Linked DNA regions of Mus musculus: regions 1, 2, 4, 5 and 6 are each linked to region 3. Evidence: chromatin contacts called from public Hi-C, HiChIP or PLAC-seq and promoter capture Hi-C data. All regions are on one chromosome and are shown on one strand. The core of a region is the stretch at or near the end of the contact, and the rest is flanking DNA. Distances in the headings are between cores, read along the strand shown. Region 1 has its middle 250 kb from the start of Pcsk1. Region 2 has its middle 280 kb from the start of Mir682. Region 3 holds the start of Ell2 (elongation factor for RNA polymerase II 2). Region 4 has its middle 260 kb from the start of Mir682. Region 5 has its middle 210 kb from the start of Mir682. Region 6 has its middle 190 kb from the start of Pcsk1.

Region 1 (3,861 bases), core at 1,354-3,853, 360 kb before region 3:
CATTATTTCACACATGAGGTCCCTGAAACTCAATGTTTTACTTACCTGAATAACTCAGAAGGCATTTAGTGATCCCCGTGACTTTTGTTAGTTTACATATAATATCTGTTTGTCAAAGAGAGAAATTTAACTGAGCTTGAAACATTATATTGAGCTTAATGAAGTATCTCTTTTTACATCTTCTACAGTTTTAAATCTTTTTCAGTGTTGTGGTAAAGATGACACATTCATTCATTTTCTTTGGCATTATATATTGGTTGTTATGTGTCATGCAAAATAAAAACAGCCAAAAATGTTTAATTAAATATACAATAGTATTAAGTTTATATTTATTTTGTGCCAGGTATTATTGTTTCAATGACTTAATTATATAACAATGTATTCATATGTAAAACATACATATGTTAATTGGTCAAAATATTTTCAAAATGTAATTTTTATTACAAAATAAAAGAATATGAATATGACAATTTTCAGTTGTTAAAAATATAGATACATTTATAAATAAAACACACATCTATATAATTTTATAGTACATATAAAATTATTATATACCCCATTTTGATTGGGTTTTTTGCTTTCTTTTTTTTTTTAATTAGATACTTTCTTTATTTACATTTCAAATGTTATCCCCTTTCCTAGATTTCTCTCTGGAAATCTCCTATCCCTTCCATCCTCCCCCTGTTCCCCACCTACCCACTCCCATTCCTGGTCCTGCAATACATACCCCTATACTGGGGCATAGAATCTTCACAGGACCAAGGGTCTCTCCTCCCATTGATGACTGACTAGGCCATCCTCTGCTACATATATAGCAAGAGCTACAAGTTCCACCATGTGTTTTCTTTGATTGGGGGTATAGTTCCAAGGAGCTCTGAGTGTACTCGTTAGTTCATATTGATGTTCCTACTATGGGGCTTCAGTCCCCTTCAGCTCCCTGAGTATTTCTCTGGCTCCTTCATTGGGGACCTTGTGCTCCATCCAATGGATGACTGTGAGCATCCACTTCCGTATTTGCCAGGCACTTACAGAGCCTCACAGAAGACAGCTATATCAGGCTCCTATCAGCAGGCTCTTGATGGCATCTGCCTAGTGACTGGATTTGGTGCTTGTTTATGGGTTGGAACCCCAAGTGGGGCGGGCTCTGGATGCTCATTTCTTCAAGCTCTGTTCTGAACTTTGTCTCTGTAACTCCTTCCATGGGTGTTTTGTTCCTCATTCTAAGAAGGAACTAAGTATACACACTTTGGTCTTCCTTATTCTTGACTTTCACGGGATTTGTAAATTGTATCTTGGGTATTCTGAGTTTCTCCCTCTCCCTCTCCCTCTCCCTCTCCCTCTCCCTCTCCCTCTCCCTCTCCCTCTCCCTCTCCCTCTCCCTCTCCCTCTCCCTCTCCCTCTCCCTCTCCCTCTCCCTCTCCCTCTCCCTCTCCCTCTCCCTCTCCCTCTCCCTCTCCCTCTCCCTCTCCCTCTCCCTCTCCCTCTCCCTCTCCCTCTCCCTCTCCCTCTCCCTCTCCCTCTCCCTCCCTCTCTCTCTCTCTCTCTCTCTCTCTCTCTCTCTCTCTCTCTGCCTTTACTACCTCTTAACTCCCCTGCCCATGCCCTTAATAAACTCTATTCTATAGTACACTGTCATGTGGCTGGTCCCTTCGGGGGAAGGGATACCTCAGCATGGGCCCACTGAGGTTCCCCCTTCCCCCATACCTCATCACACCTCCATAGAACGTACCCTTTTTTTAAAATCTTTTTATAAACACATAAGAGATTAAAAAGGAGTATCATTTAATAGGACATTTGAAAACAAAGGTTTAACAGAGATTTTAAAAAGACTATTGAAATCCAATCAAAGGAACTTCACAAGAAAAAAATTATTAAATATTACCACAGATATTTGAAACCCTGTTTTCCCTTTCAGCTTCCACATTTTATGAATAAGAAAAGTCTCCCAATTCAATTTTCCTGAGTGAAAACTGGGGCTCTGAGTACTGACCTATTTTTCCCTCCTTTCAAAACACTATAACCACATATAAAATGTTTACTATGAACAATTTAATGCAATAAACTATTCACTCAATAAATTTCAGACCCTGTGCAACAACAGAACCTACTCATTTTATAAAGCAGTCCACCACCAGAACTGCAGTGTTTACCAATGTAGGAAGGGAAGGGAACACTGTCTGACATTTACCTCTCCTGCTTCCCTCAAGCTTTGCTTTGTTTATACTGCTGCCATTGTCATGAAAATCCTATCTCCTTCCCAAGCTAAGCCATTAGCAGCAGTTATGTGTCTCAGGTTGTGATAAAACACCTTGACTAAACAACCTGAGGGCTTGATTTGGCTCACAGTTCCACTGTGCAGTTCATTGATAGTTCTGGTGATACCATTGCATCTGCAGTCAGAACACAGAATGAAGACTGTTCACGCCCCACTAGAGTTCTGTTTTATTTCATCTAGGCCCTCAGCTTGTGGATACTACTCACACTCGGGGTAGGTCTTCTCACTTAAATTAATATGATCTAAAGAACCCCTCACAGATATGCCGAGTCTTATCTCTTCAGTGATTCTAGGTTCTGTCAAGCTCACAGTCAATATTAATCATTACTCCATGGCATTGCAACACTAAACCAAGCAAGCTTGGGGACAGCCACACAATAGCCACGTGATGTCCTGATGTAAAACAGATTGAAGGATAAATGTGGAAAATGCCTTTTTGCAGCATCCCTTAAATAACGAACGAGAAGTGATTCTGAAAATGTTATTTGACTTGTGTTCATATTCGCTTGTCTCTATGGTATATGGGAATCATCAGCTGTGTTCCTTATAGAATTTTTGGAAGCTCATTCTGTAAAACTCTGAGGAGCCTTAACTTACCAGAGACCCCCTGAGTAAACAACTCAGCCAGGGATGGATGCAAAAGCAAGACAAATTTTATTGTTCCAGCATGCTGTGGTCATCCTGCACAGGAAGGAGAGAGAGAGAACAACCCCACTCAGCCCATTCAGCAAGTTTTTATAGTTTTCAGAGCAGCAACCATTAGGCACAACGTGATTGGCAGAACAGTGTGACTTTTAAACTGATTGGTTTAGGGAATGAGGTGGCAAGGACTTCACTTGTCTGTAGGTGGCCAACAGTCAGTCCACAATGTGTGTACACGCTCTGCCCTTACCCCCCCCCCCCCCATACACACAAGTGGCCAAAGATCAGTGCCCTCCACCCCCTGTTATCTGAGGAAGGTAATTACCCTTTCCCTTCTGGAGGGGAGGGGTACCTAAGTGCTACATGAACTTTCTCTTCCAGGAGAGGAGGCGTCTGGTGGAATTTTCCAAAGGTCCTGAACGGACTTCTTCAATTCACAAATAAATGATTTGATAGATCTTTTTTTAAAGCCTAATTGTATATCTTTTCAACCCTAGATTTTATGGTACAATAAAACGATTGTTTCAAAGCAAAGACAAGGAATCGAGTGAAGCTTTCATTATGCAAACGGAGTTGGTAAATCCAGAATAAAACTTAAATTTCTAAATAGTTTTTGAAGATTTAGTTCATGTATTTTGAGGTATTATTATTTGATTCTTAATTTTTTCTAAATATGAGACTTGGTTTATTTTTATTTCTGTGTAAATGTGTATGTACATGTACATGTGCATGTGTGAAAGTATGTTCATGTGTGCAAATGTCTAAAGATGCCAGAAGATGGCAATGAATTTCCTTTTGATGTAATTTTATCTACTTGTTCTTAAATGAACATGCTGGGTAAATTTGAAGTCATGGGCTATAATTAACTTTGTAAGCATGACATATAAAATTTGCTGAACATTATATTACTTAAAATAGCTACTTCTTCATTATTAAGAGGAACT
Region 2 (3,780 bases), core at 175-2,674, 340 kb before region 3:
GCTTACAATTGCTTGAAATTGGTTATTTCTTAGATACTACAAATTCTTAAATTTGCAATTGTTTACTCATATACAACTCAAGTTAAGAAAAAAAAATACTGTTCCTTTAAAGGACTGTCTTTGGACATTTAAGAACTCATTCTAAATTGCCTGGACAAGACCTCTTAAAACAATGCCACCCCAAATTTACATCCCAGACAGATTATAGGCCTTACACAAGAATAATTGTCCATATTATCTCATTCTTTACATCATCAAAATAGTAGTGGCTTGAGATAATAATTTGGTATTTTTTAGAGAATGTGCATGTCAAATTGTAAAGAATTGTTCTCATTGTCCTCAGTTTCTACCTGTTCAATATAATTGTGTTAATTCTTGAGGACTTATACTTAATCAATTATTGCAAATGAATACTCATATTTCTGATTTTTAAAAAGTAAAATATGCACATGTGACTATTGATACCTTTTCAGGCTTTCTAGTTGCAACTGCTCTAACAAGAGAAGCAACTAAAAGTGTAATTAGTCATGGCCTATCTTAATATTTTTTGTATTCTTGGTGTTCCAAATTAGATTAAAACAGATATTGGAACTGGCTATTAAAGTCAAATATTTGAGATGTTTTGTGAACAATTTAATGTTACCCATGTTACTGAGATTTTTTTATATTTCTCAAGGACAGGGTATTGTGGAACTTTAAAATTATATCTTCTTTAAAAACAATAAAGGGGGAAATTATATCCCCATGTACATTATTTAAATCACACTTTTTATTTTTTTAAATTTTAAAATATTGGATGCCAAAGAACTCCTTGTTAAGTGCCTTACAGTATCTTAACACTAGGCATACTCATGCCTAGGTGAGATGGAGGATCCACTTATTGGTATATGGCATGATCCTGATCATATATTTAATATGGGGAAGAGGGCACATTTGTGTTTTTTTCCATAGAATGCTGTAGGAGCATGGCAGTTGCCAGAATGATTCGTGTGACAGACTGATCTGTGAGCTTGCTTAGTGCCCTGACAATGGTGATAAGAAAGCTGTATTGGGTTTGGGTTCTTGACCCACCTTTGCTTGGCTTTGTCCCAGATTAGACAAGCTAAGCTGCCTTGCTTCAAGCTTTTTAACCTGTGGGACAGAGAACATAAGTGACTGTGGAAACCGACTTCGAAAAATTAATCAAAAGGAGGAGTGTAGAATCCAAAATAAATTCAAGACCACCTAGCCCCTTCCCCCTCTGAAGGGACTTTCCAAACTATATAGTTTTACCAAGTCTACAGCTGCCAAAACAAGATTAGCTGTTCTTGGAAAAATAACCATAACAAAAATAACAGTTCTCAGAAAAATTCTTCTGCCCTGCCTCACACTAAATTCCAAGAAAAACCACAAGGGCAGGCAGAGTGAGTCACTAGGCCAAAGGTAGTCACCCTATGAGAACCAACCAATGCCTGAAAGGGTTACTTGCTGCACCATTAGAGAAAGCCAGCTAGCCCTGTTGCCTAAATCTGCCCCTTACAATGAATAAAAAGTGTGTTCTTTCTTTGTTTGGGGTCTCTCTTCTTGCCTGCATACTGAGGGGGGTCCCCAACACATTGGATCAATAAAAAAACCTCTTGCAGTTTGCAGCAATGTCGATCTCTGTGGTCTTTGTTAGTGAGGGTCTTTTGGCGGACTCCAACAGGAATTATAATGACTCTTCTCTTTCCTTTAATGTGACCAGTTATTCTGACTCAATCATGGACTGCTCTAGTAATAAATCCAATATTAGAGAGTCCTATTATGAAGATAGCTAAAAACCTTTTAGCCAGCAGAGTTAACTTGGAGCATAACCTATTTACATGAGAAGTAACAGCTTTTCTGTTGATTCTCAAAGTCACCTGCCCCACACAAGGAGGCCAGAGTTTGGGCTTTATCATTGCTAATTTGCAACTGAATAGAGTACCTGGACTTATGGACAGACAAACTTAATCATGTTGCTTTCAACTTTGGGTTTGCATTTCAAGCAGGTCGGTTACCTCCATGCAGGATCACCTTCAGCAAGTGCAGATGGCAGAAATTCAGCTATATGAAGAGATGCATTGAGTGTATATTGTGGCTTTCCTCTGATTGGGAAAAGGGTGTGCAATGAGGGCCAGCAGCCAAGGATGGGCCACTGTATCTATGGCTTATTTCAATCTAAGACAGAGGCATGTGCCAAGAAGCAAAAGCAAGAAGTTTGTTCATAATAACACCAAAGAGCCGTGTTTGTGCAAATAAATACATATAAGCTGCATGTATTCTCCAGGACAGATAAGAATAAGTCCAATAGATTCAGTCCTAAGAGAGGCACAGGCACAAGCCACCATAATTCCCAGGCAGGACCATGGAGCCTATACCCCAGTCCAGCTAATTTTTTATTAAATAACTAGAGAGGAATTATAGCCTCCCCTAGCCTTGAGCAGGCTGGCGCAGACCTGTTCTGCCACTGTCAGCTAGCCCACCTAGGGTAGCGTCCTCAGACCTAGATAGGTCTATTGTTCTGTCATAACTGCGGTTTTCTGCAAGACAACGCTACCTGCTACCCGCTGAGAGGCTGAACCTGTCTTCCTGAGGCAATCCTGAATAAGCAACAGCCTGGTAACAGAGTGAAGAGAGCCTGGTGACAAGGTGACAAAGCATTGAGAGCCTGGCATGGTGGGGGATGGGCTCAGACTCTCTCTTTTTTTTTTTTTTTTTAGAAGGCAGCTGTTTAATCACCTCCTTGGATACACTCAAGGATAACTCACACTTGGCAGCCACATAGAGTGGCTGGAAACAAGGGGCCTTGATCAGTATCTTTGTCTTGGTTTCCTATTTCTCTCGCTGTCTCTTTCCCATACAGCCCCAGCCTCCCTTTCAGGAACCCCGTTTGTGTAGCTGTGGGCAACTAAACCAATGGATGGTTTTAGCTCCTTTGTCAAAGATCAGGTGACCATAGGTGTAGGGGGTCATTTCTGGGTCTTCAATTCTATTCCATTGATCTATCTGTCACTGTACCAATACCATATAGTTTTTATCACAATTGCTCTGTAGTACAGCTTGAGGTTGGGGATGGTGATTCAACCCGAGGTTCTTTTATTGTTGAGAATACTTTTTGCTATTCTAGGTTTTTCGTTATTCCAGATGAATTTGCAAATTGCCTTTTCTAACTCTGTGAAGAATTGAGTTGGAATTTTGATGGGGATTGCATTGAATCTGTAGATTGCTTTGGTAGGATAGCCATTGCTCCAATTGCTCCAGTTAAGACTTCAAGTACTATATTGAATATGTAGAGAGAGAGTGGGCAACATTGCCTAGTCCCTGATTTTAGGGGGATTGCTTCATGTTTCTCTCCATTTACTTTAATGTTGGCTACTGGTTTGCTGTGTATTGCCTTTATTATGTTTAGGTATGGGCCTTGAATTCCTGATCTTTTTAAGACTTTTATCATGAAGCAGTGTTGGATTTTGTCAAATGCTTTCTCAGCCTCTAATGAGATGATCATGTACTTTTTGTCTATGAGTTTGTTTATATAGTCGATTACTTTGATGGATTTCTGTATATTGAACCAGCACTGCATCCCTGGGATGAAGCCAACGTGATCATGTTGGATGATTGTTTTGATGTGTTCTTGGATTCGATTTGTGAGAATTTAATTGAGTATTTTTGCATTGATGTTCATAAGGGAAATTGTTCTGAACTTGTCTTTCTTTGTTGGGTCTGTGTGTGGTTTAGGTATCAGAGTAATTGTGGCTTCATAGAATGAATTGAGTAGAGTAC
Region 3 (3,452 bases), core at 593-3,092:
CTCATACCAGTGGGCTGAAATCAGGACAAGCTACAAAGTGATCTGATGAAACTAGACTTGATACTCAGACTTTTATTTAATAACCACACTACAGAAAGAATTCCTTCTGAGACTTTCATAGCAAGCATTCATAGAATGCTTGAGGGTCTGGAAAAGGGGGGATTTACTAAGGTGTGGGGTGAATATAGAATTAAAGGCAATTATAGCCCAAATTGTATTTAAAAGCTAGAAAAATACCATGTAAATATCTATAAAAAAAAAAAAAATCCAGAAAGACGATGGTAGGGCTTTACAATAATGAATGTCTCGATTTTTAAAACAAAAAGGGATATCTTCTTTTTTTTTTTTTTTTTTGGTTTTTCGAGACAGGGTTTCTCTGTATAGCTCTGGCTGTCCTGGAACTCACTTTGTAGACTAGGCTGGCCTTGAACTCAGAAATCTGCCTGCCTCTGCCTCCCGAGTGCTGGGATTAAAGGCATGTGCCACCACGCCCGGCCAAAAAGGGATATTTGTACAGAGTGCCTATCCCTGCTTTTAAATCTTTCACTTGTTTGTTTGTTTGTTTAGTTTTTGCTCTTGTTTTCTGAGACAGGGCTTGGTTTGAAGCCCAGGCGGGCCTAGAACCTACCTTCCACAGTCAATCTCCCAGCCTCAACTTGGCAATTGTTTGCTTTTTGTCTTGTGTTTCTGATCAGCCAATTAATTGACCTTCTCAGGGGAAACCTATCTAGTCTATCCGCACACAGCTTAAAGAGGATTGCTGTAGGCACCCTCCTTTAGCCATGCCCACACACAGTGTAAACTGAAGTGGAAACTAAGCCAAGCCTCCTTACACTTTGGCCTCTACCTCCTCCATTTAAACTCAGTAAGACCTCCTAGCCTAAATAAAACCAATGAAAGACACAGATCTCAAAGAAGACTCAGAGAATGGGTGGTATCATTGTTTCTTTTTACCTACCTCAAGGTCAGTTATACTCTTCAAGGGCCTTTGAAAGAAGAAACCCCGAACAGTATGGTTTCCCCATGACCCATAAAAAGGCATAACCCTGATCATATGATGAGCTCCAGTGCATATTCTATTCCTTTGAAGTCACATACATGTATGAGTTGATTTTGAAAGACTCTAAGGTCCAACTCTATTTATTGTATCATGACCACCACTCAAAACACATTTAATGCACTGGTATAATTTTGTGCTTAAGTTTTCCACACAGTCTCACACAACTACTGAAGACTACAGCTGACTTGGTAATTTCAAGTCTGGAATTAAAAATAAACAAACAAACAAACAAACAAACAAATAAATAAACCTTTGTGCCACCCCAGTACTGAACTTCCTTTTAAGGAAAAGCTCTCTTGAGACAGCCTACGGTGTCTGCACCACAGAGCATATCAAGACCCAAAGCTTGTGCAGCTGTCAGGAAACAAAATCCGTACTTGGTCATCTGTCCTGCCTTCACCCCTACCGAATGGGGATCTTCACTTCGTACCGCAAGAACAGGTTGACCTATGTGTTCGGTCCACTATTACCTCTCAAGGGGCGGGGCTCCGACTTAGGCTCACTTGGTAACCTTGACACCCAATTAGCAGGGTTCTGCCCCAAATCGGTCCAGCCAATCGCCGCAGGAGAGCCAAGACGAGACATGACGTCAGATAAGATTAACTCGACGCGTCACCCCGACGTCAACCTCTCCTCTGTCGGACGTCCCGTCCTGAGAGCAAAACTCCTGCGACTTTGGGCCCCGCCCCCTTGAGGTGAAGAGCAGCCAATGAGGGAGGCTCTGTGGGGATTCAGACCAATGAACAGAGTCCAGGGCGGGGTGCGGGCTCGAGGGTGGGGCGGCCCGCAGCTGTGGAAGCCCGAGGTCTAGCTGCGCGCAGTATATGACAGTACGTCAGCAGCGGGATGGCCGTAGCTGTGGCGGCGGCTGCAGGAGCCCGAGCAGCCGCGGCCGCAGTGGAGGCTGGAGCCCGAGCGGCGTCCGCGGTGGCACCCCGGGGAGTTTAAGATGGCGGCGGGGGGGGCTGCGGGACTGCGGGAGGAGCAGCGGTACGGGCTGGCGTGCGGGCGGCTGGGGCAGGACAACATCACCGTGCTGCATGTGAAGCTCACCGAGACGGCGATCCGGGCGCTGGAGACTTACCAGAGCCACAAGGTGAGCGGCCGGCCGGGCAGCGCTCGGGGAGGCGGCGGCCACTGATCTTTCTGCCGGGCGCCTGGCGCCGCGCCGGTGGGGCGCTGGCTCCCGCTGCTGCCTCCGCACCCGCCGAAGGGAACGAGGCCAGCCGCGGGCGCCGACGCCGCGGTCCGGGGCCTCTGGATCGAGGGCGCGGGCGGGCGGCCCCTTGTGGCGGGGTCGGCCTGGCCGGGGCTGCGCGGCCGCTGCGGGACTTTCCGACAGCCGCCCGCGGGGTTTCTGGCTTGTTTGGTCCGGAGGAGGAACCGGGTCCTTTGGGAGAGAAGTGTGGCGATCGCCTTACCCTCGGAGGGGGCGCACGGAGCTACCAGTAAAGAAGCGAGGGTCGGAGGCCGCGAGCGGTCAGAGTTTTCTGGGAAACGCGGAGGGATGGCTGAGTCGCTGAGCGAGGGGCAGCGGCACTCCGTGGGGGTGAAGACATAACTAGTACTCTCAGGGACTCGGAGACACTGGCACCCCTATTGCAGGCGAGAGTGTACATGGTGTACTCGGGAAGGCCGGGACACTGGCGCTGCGAGGAGGGGGAGGGGGACACACCTTGCACTCTCGGGGACTCGGGGACTCCAGCTCTGTGGGTTGGGTTCCCGGAGACACACCGCATACCGAGTGGCCGCAAACCGACACCTCATCTCCGGGAGAGACACCAGAAGACTCAAAATCAACTAGAGCCTGAAACAAGACGGCCGGGTCTGGGGAAAGGAATTCTCAGAAGCTCCGCGTAGCCGAAAGGCGCTCCGCGTCCTGTGCTGGCTCGCTGTCTGTTGGCGAGGAGCGAGCCCGAAGGTTGTGGGGAGACAGACGGCTGACTGGATGAGATTCTGCTCTTTTCCTGGGCCCCAGAGAGAGAAACCTGTGGTCTCCGCCTCATCCCATACTCTGAGCGCTTGACTCCACTAGAGGAAGAGGCTCCAAGGCACATACCCTGTAGCTGGAGTCCAAACCCAGGAACTTTCGCACAGAAAGGCACCGTAATGACAATTTAACCAGATGGGGGTATAAGGAAGCCGATTATGGGCATGTAAAAGGGGGTGGGGGAGTAGGGAGACGAAAGTGGACATGTTGTCGAAGGGAAAGACTATACCATATGGAAGAGCCAGGGGCATTTTGTTCAGAGAAAAGAAACAAACAGCTACACCCCACAGGATTTTCTAACAAGAAGTTCAGTGCCTACTAAAGAATATATTCCAATATGTCTCATAAAACAGGCACAGAGGGACTCGGACCTCACATACTTAGATAAAAGTGGAAAAAGAA
Region 4 (3,463 bases), core at 275-2,774, 320 kb before region 3:
TGAAAGGTATCAGGAAGGATATATAGGAGAAATGTAAGGGGAATGTAAGGCTGGTTTTGTGTGTCAACTTGACACAGGCTGGAGTTATCACAGAGAAAGGAGCTTCAGTTGAGAAAATGCCTCCATGAGATCCAGCTGTAAAGCATTTTCTCAATTAGTGATCAAGTGGGGAGGTCCCCTTATGGGTGGTGCCATCCCTGGGCTGGTAGTCTTGGGTTCTGTAAGAGAGCAGGCTGAGCAAGCTAGGGGAAGCAAGCCAGTAAGTAACATCCCTCCATGGCCTCTGCATCAGCTCCTGCTTCCTGACCTGCTTGAGTTCCAGTCCTGACTTCCTTTGGTATTGAACAGCAATGTGGAAGTGTAAGCTGAATAAACCCTTACCTCCCCAACTTGCTTCTTGGTCATGCTGTTTGTGCAGGAATAGAAACCCTGACTAAGACAGGGAATGATATAATTATGTTAGAATCTCAAAAATAAAAGGAGTAATTAAAGAGAAAAATCTTGTCAAATGACATTTTTTGTTTAAAAAAGATTCAAACTAAAGCTCATATTTTAAGATATTTAAAATTTTTAGTCTTTAGACCAATAAGCTCTTTTATTCTATCAGAGATAATTATAAAAATGTCTTTACAGTGAAATCCACTAATATTTTTTCCTGACTCAAAATATTTGGATAGCTGCCTGCTACTCTCTGGAATGCTGTGCCTTTTGATGCTCTTTTAATTATGACATGACTTTGCAAAGCCACAAGTAGATGTGGATCTGCCTCAAGCTCCTTGAAGTTTGTGGTATTTTTAGTCCAAAAAAAAGCTTTCCTTTAATATGTTGAACTTGAGGCTTCCCTGAGACTGCGACTTCTATGTTGTGGATGCCAACAACCCCTTTTAAAGAGTCGTGGAAATTGAGCCACAGAAGAGCTGAGCAGTTTCCCTCATCCACAGGGTTCATAAGTGATGAAAGGGGGTTTTGATGTCAGAGTAGAGCAGTCTTGACACATACTATTAGAGGTGTAAGAGGAAAGTACCTGTTTAGCTTCTAACAATCAATAGAGTTGGTGCTGAATGACTTCCTGTGTATCTTACAGCTTCTATGGCATGACTCTCAGAGAGCAGGCATGAGAAGGAATACTTGTCTGTGCATTTATCCTATCGTATTATTGAATACTTGGGATGGTCTCTAAGTATAAAGACTTCCAACTGTCACTTTTTTTCTTGATAAGTACAGCACATAGAAATGTGTTCCAGTCTCCCAGGTTCCTTTTCCGTTAACTCAAATGGTGGTGACCTGGACTCCACCATGTGCTGACTTTGAATTCCCCAGCCTGAACAACGGTCAGTTTGATGAGATAGGAAGTAGACTCTCCCGTGGAGAGGGGTACTGGTTTCTTTCTTAATCATTCTGGAGGGGTATTTGACACCCCATGACATTCTCTCCAATAGAATAACTGGAAAGGAGGTGGCAGTTAAGACTAAAAGCTGTCGTTTGGAGCACAGGTATGGGAGGTCTATGAATGTACAGCCTTGTGCTATGATTGCAGAACAGCCTAGTACCCATGACTACCACACTGGCACTCAGCTACAACCCACAAAGCTTATTGTTTTATTTTAAACTTTGTGTTTCATAAACATGTCAAGGACTGTAGTGGCTTCATTTGTTATCATAATTAGTAGTAATAGTAACATTAATTAAAGTTTAAACTCCTTTCTAAAGGGATTATTACATTTAAAAAGAAGTTATTGAACAAGGAAGGAAAAGTCTGCCAAACAGCCAAGCCTGGGAAGAGTAAAGTTCACTGAATGCTCAAACAAAGGGAGAAATAACAGCACTCACATTTTCCCAGTAAGATTATGTAACCTGTGCTGAAAGTTCAGTCTACTGTAGGTGGAGATGATGACACTACTTCGTTTGTGCTCCACTAGGATGTTAAGGTTAAAATAGGCATTGTCTAAAAATAACTACCAAAGAAACAGTTCTATTTCTTTTCACCAAAAGCCACAATTCTAAATATTTTTAAAGAATCCTAATGTTTTCATTTACTGTTTTTTGTTTGTTTTATTTGTTTTGTTTTTCTGAGACATAGTCTCATTGTATAGCCTAGACTATTTACATATCTCTGTTCCCCAGGGTCTAGGACTACAAGTACATGCCACCATGCTTGACTTAGTTTTTTATTTCCTTATTATATCATGTGAGTCCTTAAGTCTCATTTTGGAAATAAAGTACAAGATAGATTTTTAAATAGAAACCAACATTCCAAAATATACACAATATTTAATGGGAGGTTTCCTTTTATCTAAAGCATTGATCCACTTAATATTATAACTAACTTGGGGAAAAAACATTATTTGAAGATATGTTCACTTATATTTGCTTCAGTGTAATTAGATGAGTCTCTCTTATCAGTTTGCCAGAAGAAAAGGGAAGACATTCTACTCTTATTAAAGAGGTACATATGCTGCAATTTATTCTTTTTAAAAAGCTTTCCTAGGATTTGTCCATTTTTATGTGTTTCACCTAGATGAATCCGTACAACTCATGCTTGCAGAAGCTGTAGAGACCAGAAGTAATTATTAGATTTCATGGAACAGGAGATAGATATGGTTATGAGCCACATTTTGTTCTTTGGGATCGAACCTGCGTCCTCTGGAAGAACAGCCAATGCTGTTAACACCCGAGTCCCCTCTCTAGACTGCAAATTTTTTTTCTTTATATTTGTCACAGCACAAGAGCCAAGCATAGAAGTTCTTTAACTTCAGACACAAATAGCAAATTCTTTCTGAAGAACAGAAGATCTATATTCAATATTATGAGTGGAAAACTATATATCGATCTTTAAATATAAAGGTGCTATCTCTCTCTCCCCTCCACTCTTGCTTATGAGGAAACATGCTAATCACATTATAGTAATATAACATAGGAGAGTAAAAGGTTAGTTTTCATTAGAAGTAGAACAGTCAACAACTTCTGTGTTATCAGAATAAAACTCTATGCTGAAGACAACAATTTTAGCCCCAGGAATTGTATGGTATGTGCAAAATAAGCTTGACAGAACACAAGGCTTCAGGTAAACTATAGTGTAACATTCTGAAAACCAGTTTCAGGTCCTAAAAATGTGATTCACTGACCCTTGGAAGTAAATGTCTCCACAGTTTCAGGGATGATATCTTCTTGTCCAACACCCTCACTCCACGTCTGAGGCTTTTCGCTCAATGTGGTTTTTCCCTCAGGGATAATTATTGGGTTTTATAATGATTCATTTGTGTATGAAAAAGGCAAGTTCAAGACTATAATTTCATACATACTTAGAAAAAAAACACACAAAGAAAATTCAGTAGCTAGAGGAGTAACCTCCTGGAGCCTGCTGAGACCAGCAGTGTTCCTGTGATAAGGACATCCTGGTGAATGTGTGTGCTAGTCTCTTAGGAGGTAATCACAGGGAGAGCTTAGTTTCCCTGTCACTTAT
Region 5 (3,479 bases), core at 78-2,577, 270 kb before region 3:
CAAATGTGAAGTGGGGAAGTAACAGTGTACTAAATTTTAGTGAAATTTTAAAATATATATTAAAGTGTAAGTTTGAAGTACATATTTTGTAAGTTTACAACATACCCTCCTAAAATAGTTTATAGTATGTGCTTGAGCTTAAAACAAACATGCAATGTGTATGTATCTACCCAGAATGTTTAAAAAAGGATGTGAAATTGCTGAATAAATAGCAGAACAAAGCATTCACTTCAAGGTGTAAAGGGAGCACATGTTTTATTATGTTGCTTTACACAATTAAGCATTTCTTAAGTTACTTAATAAATAATTATTTTTGTAATTTATGATAGGGAAAGGGGATCATTTTAAGGACAATTATATGCTCTTCAGAAACACACCACTCATTTTGATGATGTCACTCTCAGGAAGGGACCCAGGAACCGGTTCTTACTCATGGCTCCTAGTACCCTAATGCCTTGGTCTTCCCTGCTTGTTTGGCTTTTAAAGAGGTCACCTCAGGACCTTTGAAAAATTCCACCAGCCCCCCCCCCCAACACAAAGAACCCCTCCCCTCCTGGAAGAGAGAAGTCATGAGGCACATAGGCACCCCTCCCTTCTGGAAGGGAGGGGCTGATTACATTCCTCAGAAAGACAAGGGGAACTGACCATTGGCCACCTGCAAATAAGGGAAGCCCTTGCTACCTCATTCCCTAAGGACTAATTAGTTTAAAAGTCACACTGTTCTGCCTATCACATTGTGCTTAGTAGCTGTTTCTCTTTTCTACCCCTGAAAAATGATAAAAACTGGCCAAACCAGCTGCCCGGGGTCTGCTCCACTCTTTTGGATGCAGGACAACCCCAGCACTCTGGAACAATAAAGTCCCCTTGCTTTTGCATTGATCTTTGGTTCCACATGGTTCATTTTGGGGGAAGGTGGGGTCCCCAGGAGCTACAGTTGGTGCATTGGCCAGGAATTGACCCCATGTGGGTGACACACCTGAGAGTGGTGAATAGGAGGAACGGCTCAATCAAATATCTCGATTCTCGTCTGTCTTGCTGTTTGTCAAAGTCTGAGTTTGTAAGTCTATTTGAACTTTCAGTTTGCTTGCAAGTGGCAGGGTGGTGATGGTGGAGAGACTACGGTGTCTGGTGTGGTCAAATGTGGCAGGCAGACGTGCCTTAATATCATGACCACAGGGAGTCTGGAGGGTGCTTCAGGCCCACCCTGACCCCCAGAAGGAGTCAAGAGGACGCTGCTCCTTTTGGAAACAGCAAGACAGTACTGGCAGGAGCTAAGTCTTGCTATATCCTGGTTTCAGTGTCAGTAGAAGGGACAAACTGTCTGTAACTGCCTGTGGAAGGGGCGAACTGTGTTTTGATTGTCTTTCTCTGTGTTTATTAGTGTTGGTTATCTCATTCTGTGTTCTTGGACTTTGACTGATGACATTTTTGGACATTGGACATTAAACATCCTAGTTAACCATTGGAGGAGAAAACTTGTAAGTAGTAGTAAAGAAGGGAAAGTTTAGTTATTCTCTGCTTCACCAAATGGCCCACCTTCAGAGTAGACTGGCCACCCATAGGGACCTTGGACTTGCAGGTGATCATAGCAGTAGAAGAAAGAGTCTTTAGGCCAGGATCCCTCAGGCACTCAGACCAAGTGCCCTATATAGTTACCTGGAAGAATCTAGTGGAGGGCTCCCCCACCCCCATGGATAAAAGCCTTTCTTTCCCCAAGACCTACCTCTCAGGTTCTGGCCATCAGGAAAAAGGAAGCACGGGAGGAGGAATCCAGACCTGACAAGTTGATCCTCCAAGACCCTTCAACAGTGGACCTGTTGCTCCTCCTCCATATCCCCCTATCCTTGTCCCCATGGTCCTGCCAGTGCCAGCACTGGCTCCAGGATCCTTAGCCCATACAGAACCAGAGCCATTATATCTCCCTTTACCAGAGGGAGGAGCAGGAGGAGACCCCCAACTTCCGGGCCCCACTATGGGGACCCAGAGTCTGAGAGCCACCTACCCTGATACCATGATGGCTCTCCAGCTGAGGGCATAAGGACCTCTAGAAAAGGGCAACGAGGCAATTCAATATTGGCCCTTCTCTTTAGCCGACTTGTACAAATGCAAGGCCCAACCCCCCCTCCCCCGCCCCCAGATAAGGGCTGATTAATCTCTTTGAGACTGCTTTATTTATTCATCAGCCCTCCTGGGATGATATCCAACAACTCATGAGAGTGTTCTTCATGACTAAAGAGTGAATGAGAATAATGCAAGAAGCCAGAAAGAATGCACCTTTGGACACGGGGGTACCATCGATTGAGCAGGCTGTTGTTGACAGTGTGTTTCCATTGACTAGACCTGACTGGGACTTTAATTTGGCAGAAGGTAAGGAACACATGAAGGTCTACTACCAGACTCCATTGGCAGGTGCATGACGATCCACAAATTTGACCAAGGTACGTGAGGTTAAGCAGGGACTAGATGAGCTGCCGACAGCCTTTCTAGAGTGGATCATAGAGGCAATCCACCAGTATACACCCTATGATCCCAGCAGCAGGGAACAGAAAGCTACTGTGAGTGTGGCTTTTATAGACCAATCTAGTAGACTATCAGGAAAAATCTTCAGAGGTTAGAGGGACTACAGGATAAGTCGTTGAGGGGATACCCATCCCATCCCTAGGTCTACTGTTCTTTGCAGTGCAGGTTGTTGAGAAAAGTCTACCATAACAGGGAGACAGAGGAGGAAGAAAAGCAAAGAAAGAGAAAGTAAGAAGATGAAAGGAAGATTAAAGAAAAAGAAAAGCAACAGGGAAGGAATTTACACAGAATCTTGGCTACAGTAGTTAGGGAAAAAAGAGAAGACAGACTCCAGACAAAGAGAGACAGAAAACCCCTTGAAAAAGACCAGTGTGCATACTGCAAGGAGAGGAGCCACTGAGCCAGAGAGTGCCCTAATACATGGAAGCTGGGGGTAAGAAATTCCCGGCCTTGGGAAAGGCCCCCCAAATGGCAAAGGTGTTAGCCCTGGAGGAAGACAGACTAGGGAGGACAGTATTCGGAACCCCTCCCCGAACTCAGGGTTACTCTGAGAGTGGAGGGAAAACCCACTTGATTCTTGGTGGACAAGGGACTCAACACTTGGTCTTCCTTCAAGCCAATGGCCCCATTTCCAAGAAAAGAATCTTGGGTTTAAGGAGTCAATGGCACCAAAATATATTCATGGATTACCCAAAGAACAGTGGACCTAGGGATGGGCTGGGTATCCCATTCATTTATGATCATCCCAGACTGCCCCTACCCTCTGTTGGGGCAAGACTTACTCTCCAAGATGGGGGCCCAGATACACTTCCTGCCCTATGGCCCACAACAAACTGTCCCAAAAGAAGGAGTACCCTCTCTGACTGACCCTGCTAAGAGCCAAGATTACTGGGTTTACAGACAGGAGCAGTTTTCTCCATGAAGGTTAGAGAGAAGCGGGTGCTGCTGTGGTGGATAGC
Region 6 (3,820 bases), core at 324-2,823, 430 kb before region 3:
ATATATATATAAAGTGATATATGTGTGTGTGTATGTGTATATATATACATACATACATACATACATACATACATACATACATACATACATACATACATATATATAACTTTTCCCAATCATTTTCTTGATGAGTTCATTTCTCATCACCTCACATTTTGGTAAAGCAAAGATCTGATGGGTCCCTTGAATGAAGAATTTCACTTTATATCATGGAATAGGAACTGAGGGATTTTGATATTGTCCTAGGACTACTCCTTTGTAATCAGCATCTCACCATCTCTTTGAAGCCACAATGTTTTATTTGTGTTTGCAATGCTCACACTGGGGTAGAGGTTGACAGAGGCTCTGTCTTCTCATATGCTAGTCAGGAAGGCAAGACGATGAGACATAAAGGAATGGGGAGAATGATCCTGAAAGAATTCTCACTTAGGCCTGCAAATGGTGGAATAGATATTTTGTTCATCTGGTAAAAAAAGAAAAAAAAATCCTGTGTCATTCCATGTGAAAGAAAACAGCTAAAGGAGAAGAAGAAGAAGAAAAAAGACAAAAAACGGAAAACCACATACACAAAAGAGGAAAGGAGCTGTACCACTTGAATGGGATCTTTAGTTAAAGAAAAAAAAGCCAAGTTTGATGTTGGAAATGAGAAAACAAGTTAGGGTTTTAATATAAGTTGATTAATTTTAAATAAGGACCTTAGGAAGAGAGAATATTCCAGAAAATACTTAATACTTGAAGTTAAATTACTGTTTATTTTAGTATTTATATTATATACAAATTTATTTTCTCCTAACAAACTGCAAAGGAACTAAACCATGAGATGAGGTTAATCCAGAAAGTGGAATGGACTGAAGCCATGGAAATGATAACAGCAATTACTTTGAAAAATACTTGTCCTCATGTTGAGACTATTAAATTGAATTTCAAGTTATGTGATCTTGATCTTGACATCTAGCCTTCTTAGTGTTAAACAACAAAATGCAAGGTTTTTCCTTACTTTGGATAAATTAAATTCTTTCAGAGAAGCAAATTTATGAGAAATTAATTTGGGGGTTGTTAATTTTTTTAATTAATTAATTTACTTTACATCCTGATATCATCCTACCTCTTCCAGCAAGCCCTCCTCTCACAGCTCCTCCCTCATCCCTCCCTTCCCTTCTCCTCTGACAACCTTTAACCCCCTCAGTACTACATACACACACACACCTAGCACATCAGTCAATGAAGGACTACAGGCTTCTTCTCTCACTGAGGCCTGACAAGGTGTTAGGGAAACGGGATCCACAGGTTGGCAGCAAATTCAGGGACAGCCCCCACTCCAGTTGTTGAGGGACCTGCAGGGAAACCAAACTGCATATCTGCTACACAAGTGCAGGGGGTCTAGGTCCAGCTCATGCCCACTGTTTGATTGGTGATGCAGTTAAACTTTAAGGGCAGTTCATTGTAGATAGTATTGGTTACTGTCGCAAATAAGAGGAACATCAGGTCACACCATAGTGCACTTCCTGGCCCTCTCTCTAGAGGCTCTTCCTCTTCAAAAACACCTTACCAGTTCCTTTAACTTGTGTTCTTGAGACAGGGAGCAGCGAAGGATGGTTATCTAAACAAGTTCTCAGAGCCCATCCATGCCCTTTGTCCCTTCACAATAGATTGCAATACCCTATCTCTGTTAGACAGACTTGGGGATTCTTTCTTTACTTCAGCTGCCTAACAGCAGCTAGAAACTACATAAGGGATATTCAAGATGTTTTAGAATGGAGTAAGAGACTCCACATAATAGGAAATGTCACGTTTAAAATGATGTAGGCTAATAGAATGAATATCTAAATGAATCTGCACTCCATTGCCTTAGTTGTGTGGAACTGAGTAAGTCTTCTTAGCCATCTTTTTGGTAGCATTTCTTACAGTCAGCTTTTAGGTGAGGTGTTAATATGTGAAAACAAAGACTGTGCTGAGCTTTCCAGCTTCACTATATAATTTAGCTGTAACAACCCAGGGTAAGAAAGAAGGGATTTTCTATTCTCTTTGTTCAAAGACAAACACTCAAAGTATGCTTTTAACATTATTCAAGAAATTATATAAGATGAGTTGAGGATAACCACTATCAAAGGATAATATTTAATATGTAACACAAATATGGCTTAATTTCATTTTCTCCTAATCCAGAACAGAATAAAGCACCAAGTAATTCATAAAAAGAAATTATGCTCAGCTTGCAGAGGGTTACAGGGTAAAGGAAAAGAAAGTGTTTACTCCAAAAACATAAAAAAAGGAATATTATAATTAGGATTTAGAATATACTCTCTCCTAGATATTTCCGATGCAGATTAAAATTAATCTATTTGAAAAGGGTGATCCCTATATCAGTAGCTTTATTCCAACAGAAGGCTTTAGGTTAAGATGAGATGCTGGAGCTATTTTTATTAATTAATTAACATTCCAGATGCTGCCCCCAATTTCTATCTCCCCTCCCACAGTTCTTCATCCCATTCCTCCCCCTTCTTGCCTCCGAGAGGGTGCTCACATGTCAAACCCTGACACCAGGCATCCCCCTTCTCTGAGTCCTCAAGTCTCTTGAGGATTAGGTTCACCTTCTCCCACCTAGGCTAGACTAGACAATCCTCTACTGTTTATGTGCCAGGGTTCTCAGACCAGCCCATGTATGCTCAGTCTCTGGGAGCTTTGAGGGATCTGGGTTAGTTGAGACTGCTCCTATGGGTCATCTTCTCTTCAGCTTCTTCAATCCTTTCCAATTCAACCATAGAGGTCCCTGACTTCAATCCAATGGTTAGGTGTAAGTATCTCCATCTGTGTCAGTCAGCTGCTGGTTGGGCCTCTCAGAGGACAGCCATGCTAGGCTCCTGTCTGTAAGCACAGTAATGGTGTAAGGCCTTGGTCCACCCACTCCACCCAACCCCCGCCTGCCACCAGATGGATCCCAAGTTAGGCCAGTCACTGGACCGTCTTTCCTTCAGTGTCTTCTCCATTTTGTCCTCAAAGTTCTCTTAGACAGAAACAATTCTGTTCAGAAATTTTGACTGTGGGTTGGTAACCCCATCTGTCCAATTGAGGCCACGTCTATTTACTGGAGGTGGACTCTTCCAGGTTCCTCTCCCCATTGTTGGGCATGTTGGCTAAGGTCCAGTGAGTCCTGAGAGTCTCTTACCTCCTAGGTCTCTGGGACTTCCTAGAGGTTTCCCCCACCCCCAGAGCCTGCATATTTCTTCATTCTCCTGGCAATCTGGGCATCTCTCCTGCCCTCTGCCCAATACCTGATTCTGTTCCCTCTTTCTGCTCCTTCATCCCTCTCCCACCCAGATTCCTCCCTCCCTCTGCCTCCCATGATTATTTTGTTCCCCCTTAGTGTAATTGAAGTATCCTCACTTTGACCTTCCTGCTTGTTAAATTTCTTACAGCCTATGGGTTGTATCCCAGGTATTTTGGACTTTTTGACTAATATTCACTTATCAGCCAAAAGGACATGTCCTTTGGGTCTGGGTTACCTCAGTCAGGATGATATTTTCTAGTTCCATCAGTTGACTGGAAAATTCATGATGTCCTCGTTTTAAGTGGTAAAGGAACCGTATTTTCTGGATCTATGCTTCAGATGAGGGGTATCTGGCTATTACAAATAAGTCTGCTATGAACAGAGTAAAGCAAATATCCTCATATTCATATCCTCAAATATCCTCATTTTCATAGTGGTTGTACCAGTTTGCAATCCCACCAGCACTGGAGGAGTGTTCCTCTTTCTCAGCATCGTTAACAGCATGCGTTGTCACTTGAGATTTTGATCTTAGGCATTCTGATTGGTGTGAAA

The links. Promoter capture Hi-C pulls out the DNA fragments that hold promoters and counts their contacts. A called contact is a pair of places that touch in the nucleus more often than the background predicts. HiChIP or PLAC-seq counts read pairs in DNA pulled down with a chosen protein or histone mark.
Region 1: an H3K4me3 HiChIP or PLAC-seq map of bone marrow-derived macrophages shows a contact between it and region 3, with 6 times the contacts expected there. The contact joins the enhancer-like site here to the promoter of Ell2 in region 3. A contact is called at or near these places in 12 of 39 promoter capture datasets (the 3T3-L1 cell line, 3T3-L1-derived adipocytes, the C10 cell line and 6 more), 1 of 15 datasets of contacts at CTCF or cohesin (pro-B cells), 3 of 484 Hi-C or Micro-C datasets (the G1E-ER4 cell line and bone marrow-derived macrophages), 8 of 115 datasets of contacts at active chromatin or transcription factors (the 230-238 cell line, bone marrow-derived macrophages, large pre-B cells and 2 more) and 3 of 9 other capture datasets (bone marrow-derived macrophages, liver and pancreatic islet).
Region 2: a contact with region 3 is called in an H3K4me3 HiChIP or PLAC-seq map of the 230-238 cell line, with 19 read pairs. The contact joins the enhancer-like site here to the promoter of Ell2 in region 3. A contact is called at or near these places in 7 of 39 promoter capture datasets (the 3T3-L1 cell line, 3T3-L1-derived adipocytes, the C10 cell line and 1 more), 2 of 15 datasets of contacts at CTCF or cohesin (large pre-B cells and pro-B cells), 5 of 484 Hi-C or Micro-C datasets (the G1E-ER4 cell line, embryonic fibroblasts and embryonic stem cells) and 10 of 115 datasets of contacts at active chromatin or transcription factors (the 230-238 cell line, bone marrow-derived macrophages, embryonic forebrain and 5 more).
Region 4: a promoter capture Hi-C map of liver shows a contact between it and region 3, with 6 times the contacts expected there. The contact joins the enhancer-like site here to the promoter of Ell2 in region 3. A contact is called at or near these places in 10 of 39 promoter capture datasets (the 3T3-L1 cell line, 3T3-L1-derived adipocytes, the C10 cell line and 4 more), 1 of 15 datasets of contacts at CTCF or cohesin (pro-B cells), 1 of 484 Hi-C or Micro-C datasets (the G1E-ER4 cell line) and 10 of 115 datasets of contacts at active chromatin or transcription factors (the 230-238 cell line, bone marrow-derived macrophages, embryonic forebrain and 7 more).
Region 5: a Hi-C map of liver shows a contact between it and region 3, with 5 times the contacts expected there. The contact joins the enhancer-like site here to the promoter of Ell2 in region 3. A contact is called at or near these places in 6 of 39 promoter capture datasets (the 3T3-L1 cell line, the C10 cell line, cranial neural crest and 1 more), 3 of 484 Hi-C or Micro-C datasets (cortical neurons and liver), 6 of 115 datasets of contacts at active chromatin or transcription factors (the 230-238 cell line, epiblast stem cells, large pre-B cells and 2 more) and 1 of 9 other capture datasets (pancreatic islet).
Region 6: a contact with region 3 is called in an H3K27ac HiChIP or PLAC-seq map of extraembryonic endoderm stem cells, with 10 times the contacts expected there. The contact joins the enhancer-like site here to the promoter of Ell2 in region 3. A contact is called at or near these places in 7 of 39 promoter capture datasets (the 3T3-L1 cell line, 3T3-L1-derived adipocytes, the C10 cell line and 3 more), 1 of 15 datasets of contacts at CTCF or cohesin (pro-B cells), 1 of 484 Hi-C or Micro-C datasets (3T3-L1-derived adipocytes) and 8 of 115 datasets of contacts at active chromatin or transcription factors (the 230-238 cell line, bone marrow-derived macrophages, embryonic stem cells and 4 more).

What each region holds. Positions count from the first base shown.
Region 1 is chr13:75,341,003-75,344,863 of GRCm38.p6, forward strand. No RefSeq gene overlaps it. Among named protein-coding and RNA genes, the nearest start is that of Pcsk1, 250 kb to the left of the region's middle. Within about 2 kb of position 2,604, at least 5 of the 459 cell types and tissues checked have an H3K27ac peak or open chromatin away from gene starts, as enhancers often do. A contact at or near this core is called in bone marrow-derived macrophages and liver, where this site is marked.
Region 2 is chr13:75,365,892-75,369,671 of GRCm38.p6, forward strand. No RefSeq gene overlaps it. Among named protein-coding and RNA genes, the nearest start is that of Mir682, 280 kb to the right of the region's middle. Within about 2 kb of position 1,425, at least 33 of the 459 cell types and tissues checked have an H3K27ac peak or open chromatin away from gene starts, as enhancers often do. A contact at or near this core is called in the 230-238 cell line, the G1E-ER4 cell line and embryonic fibroblasts, where this site is marked.
Region 3 is chr13:75,705,642-75,709,093 of GRCm38.p6, forward strand. Ell2 (elongation factor for RNA polymerase II 2) reads left to right here and starts at 1,843. Exons shown (of 12, transcript NM_138953.2): 1 at 1,843-2,156. The coding sequence starts at 2,010. It overlaps 1700037F03Rik (a long non-coding RNA gene), which reads right to left and starts at 1,516. Exons shown (of 3, transcript XR_873683.1): 1 at 1,438-1,516.
Region 4 is chr13:75,383,302-75,386,764 of GRCm38.p6, forward strand. No RefSeq gene overlaps it. Among named protein-coding and RNA genes, the nearest start is that of Mir682, 260 kb to the right of the region's middle. Within about 2 kb of position 1,525, at least 7 of the 459 cell types and tissues checked have an H3K27ac peak or open chromatin away from gene starts, as enhancers often do. A contact at or near this core is called in hepatocytes and liver, where this site is marked.
Region 5 is chr13:75,437,949-75,441,427 of GRCm38.p6, forward strand. No RefSeq gene overlaps it. Among named protein-coding and RNA genes, the nearest start is that of Mir682, 210 kb to the right of the region's middle. Within about 2 kb of position 1,328, at least 4 of the 459 cell types and tissues checked have an H3K27ac peak or open chromatin away from gene starts, as enhancers often do. A contact at or near this core is called in liver, where this site is marked.
Region 6 is chr13:75,280,133-75,283,952 of GRCm38.p6, forward strand. No RefSeq gene overlaps it. Among named protein-coding and RNA genes, the nearest start is that of Pcsk1, 190 kb to the left of the region's middle. Within about 2 kb of position 1,574, at least 1 of the 459 cell types and tissues checked has an H3K27ac peak or open chromatin away from gene starts, as enhancers often do. A contact at or near this core is called in extraembryonic endoderm stem cells, where this site is marked.